Regions from separate parts of the Sus scrofa genome. Here region 1 is linked to region 2. The links are chromatin contacts, called in public Hi-C maps. All regions are on one chromosome and are shown on one strand. Each heading gives the region's core, a stretch centred on a gene start, on an enhancer-like site or on the middle of the called end of the contact. The rest is flanking DNA. Distances are from core to core; before and after follow the strand shown. Region 1 holds the start of SLC12A9 (solute carrier family 12 member 9). Region 2 overlaps ZAN (zonadhesin).

Evidence for each region. A called contact is a pair of places that touch in the nucleus more often than the background predicts.
Region 1: a Hi-C map of liver shows a contact between it and region 2, with 5 times the contacts expected there. The contact joins the promoter of SLC12A9 here to the enhancer-like site in region 2. A contact is called at or near these places in 1 of 5 promoter capture datasets (liver), 11 of 47 Hi-C or Micro-C datasets (alveolar macrophages, embryonic fibroblasts, fetal heart ventricle and 4 more) and 2 of 2 datasets of contacts at active chromatin or transcription factors (alveolar macrophages and skeletal muscle).

The regions. Positions count from the first base shown.
Region 1 is chr3:8,694,960-8,697,884 of Sscrofa11.1, reverse strand. SLC12A9 (solute carrier family 12 member 9) reads right to left here and starts at 1,292. Exons shown (of 14, transcript XM_003354477.4): 1 at 1-1,292.
Region 2 is chr3:8,658,135-8,660,906 of Sscrofa11.1, reverse strand. ZAN (zonadhesin) reads right to left here. Exons shown (of 41, transcript NM_214383.1): 25 at 2,486-2,730; 26 at 2,241-2,405; 27 at 1,951-2,075; 28 at 1,354-1,649. Among named protein-coding and RNA genes, the nearest start is that of ZAN, 21 kb to the right of the region's middle. Within about 2 kb of position 1,521, at least 3 of the 83 cell types and tissues checked have an H3K27ac peak or open chromatin away from gene starts, as enhancers often do. A contact at or near this core is called in liver, where this site is marked.

The DNA.
Region 1 (2,925 bases), core at 43-2,542, 37 kb before region 2:
CATTTCCTTTGCTCAGAAGTGACCCAGAGTGGTCTATATATTATATGGGCAATCGCCCCATGAAGCCCTACCTGACCCGTATCCTGCCCTCACCTCTCCTCATCCCTGATCTTGCCCCACGAGGACCTCTGGGCTGTTGCCAAGAATGCTGTGGCAGCACAGGACAGGAGCCTCCTTTGTCTTTTGGACTCAAATATTACCTTCTTAGTGAAATCTCTGCCAGTCCCATTTAAAGGTGAACTACAGAAGTTCCTGTCGTGGCACAGCGGACGGACTAGGAACCATGAAGTTGCAGGTTCGATCCCTGGCCTCGCTCAGTGGGTTAAGGATCCGGCGTTGCCGAGAGCTGTGGTGTAGGTCGCACACGCGGCTTGGATCCCACATTGCTGTGGCTGTGGTGTAGGCCGGCAGCTGTAGCTCCAATTGGACCCCTAGCCTGGGAACCTCCATATGCCACAGTGCAGCCCTAAAAAGCTAAATAAATAAATAAATAAATGTGAACTACACCTTCCTTCCCATCCCACTTTCCTAGGGCTTATCCCCCTTTCCTATTTTTTTTTTCCTTAACCAGAGCGCTTAACACATCTAATAGATGCCTTTAAAGTGTTTATCTTGTTCATCGACTGCCTAGTCCCAACAGAAAAGTTAAGCTCCACGAAACAGGAACTTTTCTTTGCTGCTCTAGCTCCGGTACTTCCATCAGTCCCTGGCATTCCGGTGGCCCTTTGTAACCGTGCACCGTGTCTTCTGGGAGCCTCGGCGGATCTGGGGCTGGCTCCTCACGTGACTGCTGTGGCCCCGCCCCGCCCTCTAAGGAGGGAAGATGGCGGCGCCCAGGGTGCCCCAGAAAGAGGGCAGCAAACGAGAGGGCGCCGGCTCGCTAGAGCGTCCGCGCCGCCGCCTGGTCTGCGGTCGCGTACTGGGAAGGCGCGAATTCAGGACTACGTGCTGGTCGTCCTCCCCACCATTTTCAAAGGAGAAAGGAATTGGCTAATCCTAAAACGTTGAGCTGCCTATCATCTCCCCACTGCTTGGGATTCCTGGGATCTGAGACGTGTAGGACGAGGTTGTGGAATCAGTATCTGGGTTTTTCTCGCCTCGTGTTGGCTCCCGGATCTACCGATTAGGTCATCTCGGGGTGCCTGTCCAGCCTTCTGTTCTAAAGGATCCCAGAGCACACACCTGGACCATCCTTCGGAGACAGGACGTCCAATCCCCGCCCCTGAGTGCCCCACTCCGAGTTCAGGCCCTAAATGCTAATTCCTCGGCACCCCGTCCCCCGCCGTGAGCTCCCCTGAATTAAGTCTCGTGAATCCGGACCCCCCCCTCCCCCAGGCCCCAGGGGCAGATGAGCCCTTGGCCACCGCCCCTACAGTTTCCTGCAGATCCAGCAAACAAAAGGCTCGGGAAGAGAGGCGAGGCTGAGCAGGGCGCCCTTCCTGCAGGAACAGCTGATGGAGCAAAATGACCCAGGAGGGAGGAGAGAAGGGGAGGGATGAAATTCCAGGGTTCCTGGAGGACCGCAGCAGGAGGCCAGACTCCTGGATCCCGGGGAAGGAGGGAGGGAGTCCAGGAAAATGGATGCGGAGGGCCCAGGCAGGACACCAGAGTTTGCTGGGCTCTTTCAGATCCCAGCTGTCTTGGTAGGGGTGATGTCAACTTTAGGGAATGGAGGGGGTTGGGGGGAACTCTGGATTTCAGGTGAGCTCTCAGGCCCCCAGGCTGGAATGGTGGGGGCTGGGAGAGGCCTGAAGCACTGCGTCATCTCCTCTGGGGCCCAGCCTGCCGCCCCCCGGCCCGACCTGCTGCCCTTGGTGCAGGCCCCACCCTGGCCTGGCTTCCTGCTCCTCCCCAGGCACAGAGCTCTCCTGCCAAGCTCCACGAACCAGCCCAGGGGCTTCTTGTCCCTTCAGGTCCTTGTTAGCCTAGCCTCTAACCACGAATGGTCCTCCTTATATTTGCCCCAGAGCTGTTGCCCCTGCCCCCATCCCTGTCAAGGACACAATAGTAGGGGAAGGGCCCCGTCCAGTGGGGGGGGGGGCCTGGCATGGGGGGGGGGCTTGGCCTCATATCCTGTCAGGCTGCCAAGGGAAGAGAGGAAACAAAAGACTTCCCCCTGCTGGGACAATGAGCCTCCCATTACCTCTTTCCCTCCTCCCACTACCCCGCAGCCCTCCCGTTGAGCTCAGGCCCCCAGGCCTCCCTTCTCCAAACCTCCTTACCCTCTGATAGCCTTGGCCTCTGCTCTGAGCTCTGCCCTTCCAGCTCTGCCCTTCCCCTGCCCTCCTTCCTATCAGCTTGCACTGATGCTTGTCTCCAGTCCTGGCTGTTTCAGTCCCCTGCTCTTCCATCAGGGCTCAGAACCCCTTCCTCTGTCTCCAGCGTCAAGACCAGGGGCTGGGTGGGCAAGGCTCTGGTGAATGTTAGGGAGTAAATCATACCCGTTTAATAGCTGGTGGGAAACAGGGGCTCCACAGGAGTAAGGGTCCAAGGCAGAGGGAGGGAAATGCCCTAAGCCTGGCCTGGGTGGGAAAGGAAGAAGCAGAAGGCTGCGAGGTGTCCTCCAGGTCCTTGGAGGTCGGGCTGGAAGGCCGTTTGATCTAAGTGTGGAGTCAGGTCCACCTGCTGGCTGCTAGCTGAGTGCTTGGACGGGTCACTTAACCTCCCCAGCCTGTCTCATCTCTGAGATTCATAATAACACCCCATCCTGTCCCTCTAACAAAGTTCTTTTTTTTTTTTTTTTTTTTTTTTTTTCCCTTTTCTTGGCCACCCTGAAGCACATGGAGTTCCTGGGCCAGGGATCAGATCTGATCCACAGTTGTGACCTAAGCCGAAGGGGATCCTTAACCCACTGTGCTGGGCCTGGGCCGGGGAGTGAACCTGGTGTCCCAGTGCTCCCAAGACACTGCCAATCCCGTTGCATCA
Region 2 (2,772 bases), core at 272-2,771:
GCTGGATCCTTAACCCACTGAGCCAGGCCAGGGATTGAACCCGCATCCTCATGGATACTATTTGGGTTCATTACCGCCGAACCACGACAGGAACTCCCAAATTAAGACTATTTATTTTTTACTTATCAGATTGGCAAAAATCAAAAGCTCGATAATGTCCTATTGGTGAGGCTGTGGGAAATCCTCATATGTTGCTGGTAGAAACGTAAATTCCTCAACCCCTATGAAAGCCCATCTGGCAATGTCTCTCAAAAGTACAAATCTACACAGCCCTTGACCTGACAATTCCACTTTTAGGAATTTATCCTACAGATAAAAACACACACAGAGAAAATCACATCTCCACAAAGTTTCCACTGCAGAACCATTTGCAATCGCAAAAGATCGGAAACAACTAGAAAGTCCATCAATAGAAAACTAGTTAAATAAATTATGATAAATGATGACTTCCTGGCAACCTAGTGGTTAAGGATTTGGCACTGTCACTGCTGTGGCTTGGGAACTTCTGCACACCACAAGCCCAGTCTAAAAAAAAAAGATTTTTTGGGGGGTCTTTTTAGGGCCGCACCCATGGCATATGCAGGTTCCCAGGCTAAGGGTTGAATCAGATCTGTAGCCACCAGCCTACACCACAGCCAGAGCAATGCCAGATCTGAGTCTCATCTGCAATCTACATGACAGCTCATGGCAACGCCGGAGTCCCAACCCACTGAACGAGGCCAGGGACTGAACCTGTGTCCTCATGGATACCAGTCAGATTCGTTTCCGCTGAGCCATGACAGGAACTACCCCCCCAAAAAAAATTTTTTTAAATGACAAAGTTCCTGCTGTGGTGCAGTGAGTTAAGAATCTGACTGCAGGAGTTCCTGGCTAGAAAAAAAAAAAAAAAAAAGTTTAAAGAAAAGAGCTAAAGAAGGATGTCTTGGAGTCTGCCAGGAGGGGAGTGGAAAGAACTTTCTGGGTGCAGGGAGCAGTGCACAGAAAGGGAGGGAGGGCTGTGGGAAAGTAGGGCCTGAGTGGGGAAAGGGGTCATTTGACGCAGGTGATGCAGGGAAGGGGGAGAAGGGGGCAGGGAGTGGCGGCGACAGCTTGGAGGGTCTCGGAGAGGAACTCGGACTTGCAGGTAAGAGTGAGCAGGGGAGTGACATGGACAGGAGCCGCTGAGAAGCAGCCCACGCAGGCCTGGCCGTAAGGGGCACAGGCTAAGAGCTTCCTGTAAATGGTCCACGTCCGGGAAAATAAAGTCAGAACTAGGTTGGGGAGAACCGACAAGGAGCCTGGGGGAGCTTTCAGAGGTACACAGGTGAAAGAATGCTTGGGAGTGGCCTGAGGGTGGCTGCAGGGGACACTCACGGCAGAAGCTGCTGTTTCTCCAGACTGGGGGCTTGATCCCCTGGGCCTGGCAGGCGGCCCCGAAGGCTTGCAGAGACTCGCAAAAGGCACGGTTTAGGCCTCCAAACTCACAGAGCTTGTGAGTACAGCTGCGCACGTAGGGACTGAGCACCACGCGGGTGGCACAGTTTGCCCAGGCCGGGGCCTGAAAGGCCGCCTGGCACTGCTCCTGGGCTCGCTCCAGGTCAGCTGGCCTGCAGTTTGCACTTGGCTGCTCTTGTGATTCTGCTTCGGTCTTCCTGTCATCTTCCTGGCAACTGGGGAGGGAAAGGGGTCATCACAGGGACAGCCAAACCACCCTCAGGAGATCCTCCTGTCTTCCCTGGGAAGCTGGCCTGGGCTCTGGCCAGCCTTCCATGCGGCCTTGGCCTCCCGCACCTTTCAAAGCCCAGACAGGAAGACCGTAGTGTTTCCCAGACGGGCTCCTGGGGCCCAGACGCCGTCCCTGTCAAGCGGCGCCCGTGAAGGACCACGCGGGCCTTCCCAGCCCAGGTGGGCCATACGGTCTAGAATCCCGACTCACGTTCCTACACAAAGAGAGTCTTTGGGGGCAATTACTTTGGGTCGATCTCCTTATCTCGCCAGCTGTCCACATACATGACGTCATCCAGAGCTAGTGCATCACTGGGCATCATGAGCTCGTCTTCTTCCTCGTCGTTGAAGTTCCCGCACACGCCGCAGGTCTGGGTGGGCGGAGGAGATGGAGGGGATCTTCAGCGCCGGGGGAGGCAGGGGGCATTTTTCATTGGCACCACCTTCCCACTCCAAAGAGAAAGGCGCCCCCGCCCCCCCCCCCACCGGCCCTGCAGGCTGATCCCCTTGCACAGAGACGCAGGAGTCTTCCTCACCCTTCCGTAATAGGCTTTGGGGATTTCAACCTCAAGGAAACCTCTGCCGTCAAACTTGACCTGCACCCCGATGTTGATGGTGAGCACGGTGTAGCCGTCCCTGGAAATGACTCTGACCCCACGGATCTGCGTGGTTGCAGGCAGACTGACCCGTGTGCCATTGATCTACAGAGGACAGGACCTGTGAGCAGGAGGAAGGACCAGAGCCCCGTCCCCAGAGTCCACGTCCTCCTCACCCAGCTCACCAGCACTTGGTCCTGTTTCAGGGTGACCAGGGTATTAAAGATATCCACGTAGACCTGGCGGAGGTAGAAAGCCGGGGGTTGGCCTTCCCGCTTCCCATTCTCGCCACTGATCTTGAAGAAAGGCAGGTCCATGGTGGAGTGGCATATTTTCACCAGGACGTAAGTGCAGTTGCCCCTGACAGCATGGTAGCTGCCATCGAAGCTCACGTAGTGGGATGTGTCAGGGATGCGGCACACTCCCATCCCTGGAGGACAGACAGGTGGCTGAGGAGGGGCCCTGCCTCCAG